Regions from separate parts of the Gossypium hirsutum genome. Here region 1 is linked to region 2. Evidence: chromatin contacts called from public Hi-C data. All regions are on one chromosome and are shown on one strand. Each heading gives the region's core, a stretch centred on a gene start, on an enhancer-like site or on the middle of the called end of the contact. The rest is flanking DNA. Distances are from core to core; before and after follow the strand shown.

Region 1 (4,218 bases), core at 1,388-3,887, 42 kb before region 2:
TTCTATAAATCGGTCAGTTAACTGAATCTTTTCGGTCAGGGGTCGGTTAATTATTTTTTAATTTTTCGGTTAACGGTTAATTTAGTTCAAAACCGGTCGGTTAATTTAATTTTTTCGATTTAATCGAAAAAATTAATAAATAAAATTATAATATATAAATAAGCCCACTATTCACCTAAACTAATCCAAACCCAAGTATCCAACCCAACCCAATTACCCAACCCAATCCAATCATAAAAATTACAAATAAATTAATAAATAAAAATAAATTTTCAATTATGTGTTAATTTCAAGACTTATGTAATGTTAGTGCTTTAAAGACTTATGTAATGTTTTTAATTATGTAGTGATTCAATTCGGTTAATTCGGGTAATTCGAGAAATTTGGTTAATTCGGGTAATTCAGTTAATTTGGTTAATTCAGTTAATTTTTAACTAAAAATAAAAAAATATATAATTTTTAGTTAATTCGGTTAACCGACCGAATTAACCGAAAAAATTTCGGTTCGGTTAACGGTTAAAAATTTTGAAATGTCGGTTAATTCAGTTAATGCTATTTCGGGTCGGTTAACCGACTGAGCTCCCCTATGTGAAACAAACTTTATGACTAATATACTCACCATATACTTTCCTCAAAGAGGAATAGTCTTGATAAACATATCTATCATTCAAATCTTCCTTATTAGTACCTCTTTCCTATATTCAGTTTCATTTAGCACCCTTTGGCGGTTCTTAATGGCGGATTCGTATTTGTGGTCTCCAGTTAAATATTCTTTTGTTTGCTTATACCACAGGTATTACAGGCACATTATTCTCACATCTGAATCTTGAGGGGTTGCCACCCATATGCCCTTTCGGCTTCCACGACTACTAATTTGGCAGTCTTTTCCCACTTTTGTTACTTTTGCCATTCTTGGTGGATTCCTCAAATCCACTGGCTAGTTATCACTTGCCAAAACTTGTATTTTTCTTCAAATCCCTTTTTCCTCATTTGTGTGATTTCCCATAGTTGACATCCTGGCTGACTACCCCTTGTTTAGTGTCCTAATGGACTCCATATGATGCCATAGCCGAGGAACGATGTTACTCAATTTAAACTCTTTTGTGCCCCATGGTCGAGCCATGGTCTTACACATTATGAACCCATGTTTAACATCCTGGCAGACTACCTCCAGTTTATTGTTCTGGTGGACTCCATATGCTGCCATAGCCGAGATATGGTCTTACACCACATAACTCCATGATTAGCGTCCTGACAGACTATGTTGGTTTCCATAGCCGATCTATGGTCTTACACTACATAAACCCATTATTGATAGGAGAAAGTAAATGAGAAAGTAAATGAGAAAAAGACTAAGTATAAAGCTACAACCTTAATTAATGGTTCTAATAATATGGATGACCCTGACCACCGAGTTATCGCTGAAGTTTTTAGTCTTGAAAGATACGATCAGGTTCTATTTTAGGGATTTGGAAAATTCAATTTGAAATAGTGGAACAATGCACAATAAAATTTTAAAAATTTTCTTTTAAACTGATCGATTGTGGTGTTTATAGCAATAAACCCTTTCACTTGGATCGTACATGTGCTTTAGATTAGGCGAACTAAGTCATTACTTTAGATTAAAATTTTATATATAGGCAACTTAATATTTTTTAATGTTAATATTATAGTATTATATATTACTCCGGATTTAATTTTTATGTGTTATATATTACATACTATATAAAAATAACATAATAGAATATATTAGAAACTTAGAAACCGGTTAGGCTAAGTTTGGGCCTTGAAGGTTTGAGCTTGAGCCGACTCGTATCTTAAACGAGCCTATTTTTTTTGCCTAAACCCACATTTTGGGCCTAATATTTTTGCTAAACCCTTTTAAATTTTAGGTAGACCTTCGGGTTTGGACAGGTAATCCAACCCTTGAACAAGTTTAGTTACGAGTAACAACAGAAATTGTTTTTAAAAAAAGAAATAAATATCAAAACTATACATGAACTTTGATCCAATGTGCAATATTATAAAATAAACTTTGATTTTGTGCAATTTTATAAATGATTTTTTTATTTGATTTAGCTTTTTTAAATCACTAATAATGTTATCGAATTAGCACCATTTTACATTGATATATTGTATGCACAAATAATTATATTAATCAAATATGAAAATTAATGTATGTATTTATTTCTTTAAATGTGTACATTTAAATCAAAATCAAAGTTTCATGCATACATATAAACCACAAATTAAGTTTCATGTGTATAATTGTACCAAATCAATGCTCATGTATCAAATTGCACATTGGATTAAAGTTCACGTATAAATTTGATATTTATTTTTTTTAAAAATAGTCAAACATTATTATCTTAATCCACCTTTAAAAATACAATATTCATCGAATATTCAAATTAGTCAAATATTCGTATTATTATTTTTTGAATATTAATTTCATTATAAGTTATTATCGTATCTGCTTCTTTTAATATAATGTTTAAAACTACCTATACCTCCTCCTCACATTTTTTGAAGTAAAATTGGAATGCATTAAAGAGAGGATATGTGGTACACTGATCAAAGTTCTGAAAGTACCAGCTGTCTAACAACTGTCAATAGAGTATTGATAACCGAGGCGGTGCCTCGGGTTTGCCTAACAATAAAGAAAAAGAAAAAATAAAAGAAATTGAAACGCCTCTTTTAAGGCCCTAATCAAAGCAAAAACCTAAGTAAACTGAAGAAAGCCTAAATCCTATCATCTATCATAATCACGTTTCCTCTTCTTTGCATCTGTAGTTGTGGTGGAGTATACTGGTAGTGCCTTTTCATCACTGCAAAGAGTCTCATTGAGGCGCTCTATCAGATTTCTCCTAAATCTGAGTTCATAGAGGGTGGTGAGGAGAGTCGTTTTTGTGTTGCATCCCCGGACTTAGACAAAAATGTCCAATTTCTACCGATTCTAGAGCCTTCTTTGGTCGTTGGCGATGATGGGTTCAATCTCCGTCAGTAAATATGAGGATAATACACTTCAGTCCAATTAAACTCATGTCCTCCTACATTAACAACAATATCAATACCAATTGAGTTAAGACTCAATCCACTACTAAATTAATTTTTAAAAGCTTAAAATAATTGAATTGATATTATGTTTGAATATTCGAATATATTCTCCATATAATTAAAACATATTCAGATAATAAATATTTAAACATCCAGATTTAATTTGTAAATAGTAATTTAATATCCAAATTCACTAATTATCCTACTTTACAAAATCCAAATCTGTAAAAAGATGAATTAATATTGGGTAAACTATACAAATGGTCACCCAATTATGCTTGCATTCCTATTTTGGTCACTCAACTTTAAAAAAAAATTTAATTTAGGCACTAAGGTTTGAATTTGTTCCTATTTTGGTCACCTGTTGTTAAATTGATTATGGGCCTCACTGGTATACTAACACATTTAGTCCTCAATACTTACTTATTCTATCAACTTGATCCTAATTCTAAATAATTGAATAAATTTAACCCTTCACATTTACAAATTATATAAATTTGATCATCAACCTTCCTAATCAAAGCTTTTAGCTTCTAAAACAAAGGCATTCCACATCTATAAATTTGTAAAACCCAAAAAAAGAAAAAAAATCTTCACTCAACTAATGAACCATTTTTCGAACCAATTCCTAATACCAATGAGTTTATCTTGAAACTTTATTTCCTTTTATTTTTTTCATTAGTGTTCTTCTAAATATAATATTTTATAATATTTTGATTGACAAAATTTTAGCTAATGAAAATGAAAAACCTTAAAAAAATTACTTTAGATTTATTCTTGTTGTTAGCAGTAGGATGTTTCCTTCAAGGTACATAGAAATCGTCATTGAAATTGGAAATTAAATAAAAAATTTAAAATTATGACTTTGAAAAATTCAATTGTTCAATCAATAATTATATAAGAAAAAATATGAACATTTAATTTTTCATAAAAAATGTAAAAGAATTAATTGAATTTCCTTTTGTTATATTGATAATTTTTTTTTTTGATTTTATAAACTAATTAGGAGACTATACGTGTTCTATTTATTTTTAACTTTTAAATCCATAATAAGTCGTACGTATCACTAACAATCTCAAATAATTTAATAAATTAATTTAAAAAATTATGCAAAATTAATTTTTAAAAATATTAAATTATTTATATAATTTTATTATATAT
Region 2 (4,300 bases), core at 525-3,024:
AAAAAATAAATCTACCAGAGAAAAAGCATCAAAATTCTATCCGATTTGTTATTATTTACATAAAACTTTTGACAAAGATAAATAAAGTATTGTTTTATTTTAATTTAAAGTTTAAAAGGGTGTGTGAAAGTTGGGATGGTATTTTTTTTATTTATATTTCAAATTGAATTAAACTTGCGAGATTTAAATAGGAATAGGGCAGTAGATATGGATAAAGGCAAAAGTGAAGATGTAGTTGTCAAAAAGCTACCATATTCTTTCCAAGATGTGGATTTAATTCCTTAAGCCAACTTGTATAATTAACAAACTTTGCTTATCAAAACGGTATAGATTCTGAATTTCTCTATCCTATTCCCTAACTTCAACTAATTATTTCACCCTAAGTTGCCTCTTTTTTTATTTTTTTTCTCAAGAAGAAGTTTATCCATAATTATAAAAAAAATATCATAAGTCAATTTAAAATATTGTCAAGTCTCATTTTAATTATTTTGTTATTTATATTATATTATTATTTAAGTTAGTGAAATTATGGAAAATGGATAAAAATATGTATGCTGTTGGTTTTTGTGTTTTGTGAAGCTGTTAATTTAGTTCTAGCATTTTAATTGGTTCATTTTTAGTTTATGTATTTTTTAAATTCTAAAATTTTAGTCTCATCAAACAATAATTGTTAAATTCATTAAGATAAGTTCTGTTATTTCCAAAAGTCAATACGTTAAACATGCTATCATATGTGTAATGTCATATTAACTTGTTATTTTTACATGTTACTCACTAATGAATTAATTAATGAATCAACAACTATTATTTGCGTCAATATTAAAATTTTATAATTTAAAAATATAATAGAGACTTAAAATGATCCAATCAGAGAAAATAGATTAATTTTACAACTGTATAGATGAGGACTAAAATTTCAATATATAAAAAGTACAAAAATTAAAATTCAACATATTAAAAAGTAAGAATTGACTTTCATAAAACAGGAGTTCTAAAAAAGTTTATATGAAATAAGGATGTAGAGGTATAGGTTTAGGTTTTGGTTAGAGGAATAGCATACGCAGAGAGAGAGAGAGAGTGAGACAGGTTTGAAGTGTTGAGATCAGCATTGTCTCTAAGAAGACGTGAAGGGGTGGGGCAATTAGAGCAAGAATGTAAGGAAGGGTCACCATTTAATGATTAATTAGGTTCACCAAACCTCTAATTATACTAAATAATATTTTTTGAAAAAGAGAGTGAGATTCAAGCGCTGGTTAAGAGCGTGAAGTGGAAGGGAAGAAACAGGAGAAGGGACAAAATTTTACGCCGGAAACTGACGTGAGGAACACGCAAGAAAGGAATGCGCGTGGATTAAAGGAAGAAAGTTGAGTCGGGTATATAATAAACAGAGCTAGTGGAAAGATGACCATTTTTTAAATAAAAATAAAAAAAACATTTTGTATTTTTCTGAAAACCTCTAAAATAATGGCTAATGGGTAATGTGCTGTTCAACTCACTGTGGATTACGATATTACGAAGACAAATCTAACAAGTAATCATTTAAAAAATACTAATAGTAACCACAGAATATAAAAAAGTTAAATGTTGTAGTGCAAAAACGTGGAATTGTTCCATTTTTTTATTTTTTTATTTAAGGACTTTAAATTATTAAGTTAAATTCAATAAATAATTTTTAATTTTTGAATACGAATAATCAGTGTAAAAAGATGAAGATTGTGTGAAAGATCAAATCCAATTTTAAAAAATATATTTTTTGAATATTAAAATTTTAAGTGAAGGTCGAGTTTCTTCAGCTCGCATTACGTTATTATCCTGATTGTAGTAATAAAATAAAATAAAATAAAATAAAGGGGAAAAGATGCGATCAGTGTGAAGGGCGATTGGGGTTCCCAGAAGGATTGGTGTTGGGGCATTATACGACAGAAGCTTAGGGGTTTCGCAGAGAAGAAGAAGAAGCTATTTGCTTATTGGTTTTTGAAAGGAATTTGTTTTCTTTTTTGCTGTTTTTGGACCTCAAGTTTTAGCGGGAAACTTGTTCTAACGACTCTTTTAACAAAAGGTTGGTTTGTTTTTTGTCTTTTTAATTGTTTGGTTTCCGGGAAAGCTGGGAAAAATGCAAAGCATACCAACTTATTTGAATTAAAACAAAGCTTCTTCCTTTCTATACCTATATCTCTATATTTTTTTTGTAGTTTTTGTAATTTGAGTTATCTTCTGTTGTTTTTCTCGCAAGATGGATTAATAAAGTACTGGAAAATTTTTCTGTTTTGGAGCTCAGAAAATGGATTTTCAGTTGAACCATGTTATTGGGTAGCCCTCTTTTTTCCTTTTATTAATTTTGAATTGGTTTGAATTTCATTCAGAGGGGAAAACAGATTGAATAAGTATTGATTGTGATTATTATCATAGTTATTTGAGACTTTGATCTTCTTTTATTTGTTGTTATTGAATGTCTCAATTAGATTTTTCAAATCATTTTCATCCAGATTCATATGCATAGCTTTATCCTTTTGGTTTATCTTAACTTCATCTATAGCAGAAGAAGCTCTTTGTTCCTATTAGGAAAGATCATATGGAGGAATATCTTGCTACTGTAGTAGGAATAGCCTATGTTGATCGTGTTCTTTTTTTTTTTTTTAAGTATTTGTGTCCAATACCCTTATTTGACTAATGTTTGATTAAGGATTGATCTTTAAAGAATCCTCTAAATATATGAAAATTTTGAAGAAAAAAATTATTGAAACGCATACTCGTATCAAATACTCATATCCAGGTCCGAGCAACAATAGGTCCACCACGAAAATAAGAGTTAAGTTCAACAGTGACCTCCAACAATGGCAAGAGTTGACAGCATACGACTGAGTTGGATGGAGGATAATGATATGAAAATAAGGATGTCATGATTGGGTTTTCAATCTTTTTCATACACTTGGATACAAATAAACCATATTTTCTTTGAAACCACTAAATTGAAGTTGATTGTGATTCATTGGTTTCCCTTCTATGGAACTATAAACTCTATGAGCTTGGAAAGTTAAAGAGGGAATATCATTGTTCATTGTTTTTTCACTATTCATTCCTTGTCGACGCCGATGTCACCATAGATTTATCATCCTTAATAGCTAAGCTTCTATAGTGTTCATATGGAAGGGGCTAACTGCAGTTTCACAGTGTCAAGTAACTTGAATGGTTATTATCAAGTTACTTTTTCAGCAGCTACTAGCGAATGGGAACTTTACTTCTGAATTGTGTTTCTCAGGCTCATACTCCTCATTTTCTCCAAACTACTCATATCCGGCACTTATTTAGACATTACCTATACTCATATTGTATGCTTACCCGTATTCAACATTTATCTCTAAAGCTGGGTACCATAGCTTTTGAATAGCAATAGTTAAGTCAAAGGGAGAAAAGAGAAAGAAGAACAAAAATAACCTATATATGTGGATGCACTATTGCAGACAGGAAATAGTTACAAGGTAATAAGATTAGTTGCTTCAAGAGTTGCAAGGTTGATGATTGTTGAAGCGTTATAGGAGCTTTTAAATGATTCTTCTGACGTTGAAACTGTAAGATCAATTTTTTAGATTTAAACAGTTCTTTCTTCTTTTTGGTAGTTAGCAGATCAAAATTCTTTAATTCCATGTTTGTTCGAGTTCCATGGTAGAACAAGTTCACTGTTATTGGTTTCTTTAGTTCTTTTTCTAAACTTTCATGGTGGATTTGAGAGGTCACTGAGGCTGATTTGATTGCCTAACAAATCAATATATAAAAGTTTTCCACTGATTCCTTTCATTTGTGTTGCATCTTTGACAATTTTAGTATTGTGAAAGGCTTATTGATTAAATTTTATGATCATGTTCTCTGTTGCTTCCCAAATGTTTGCTATTATACCTGTTCTTCATACTCATGGAGTAATAAAGCTCATACATATCCATGTGTTGTTCCTTTCAGACTCCTTTTTCCAGTTCAACTTATGCAAAAGCTGCCTCCATTTTCGATTCAAGAAGCATGGAATCTCAGTTTGTTCCTTCAAGACGGATGGATATCTATGACCCTATCCAACAGATTGGCATGTGGGGAGAAAGTTTTAATGCTAATAGCAATCTGCATGCATCTGTATCAGTGATTGCTGAAATGGATAACAAAATATCAAACGAGGTGTGAATTTCAGATTTATTATTTCTTCGCTTAGTTGTTAAAAAAAATGTTTATCTGATTTTGGTGCTATTTAACCTTTATTATTTGAATTTTTTCCAGTCTGAAACTGCTTCCCATGAAATGCTTGCACCTTCTAACA

Evidence for each region. A called contact is a pair of places that touch in the nucleus more often than the background predicts.
Region 1: a contact with region 2 is called in a Hi-C map of leaf, with 2.0 times the contacts expected there. The contact joins the enhancer-like site here to the promoter of LOC107914381 in region 2. A contact is called at or near these places in 16 of 34 Hi-C or Micro-C datasets (anther, callus, cotyledon and 4 more).

What each region holds. Positions count from the first base shown.
Region 1 is chrD10:14,731,845-14,736,062 of Gossypium_hirsutum_v2.1, reverse strand. No RefSeq gene overlaps it. Among protein-coding and RNA genes, the nearest start is that of LOC107914383, 28 kb to the left of the region's middle. Within about 2 kb of position 2,637, at least 7 of the 9 cell types and tissues checked have an H3K27ac peak or open chromatin away from gene starts, as enhancers often do. A contact at or near this core is called in cotyledon, fibers and leaf, where this site is marked.
Region 2 is chrD10:14,688,835-14,693,134 of Gossypium_hirsutum_v2.1, reverse strand. LOC107914381 (transcription factor TGA4) reads left to right here and starts at 1,774. Exons shown (of 10, transcript XR_001688804.2): 1 at 1,774-2,059; 2 at 3,955-4,161; 3 at 4,261-4,300.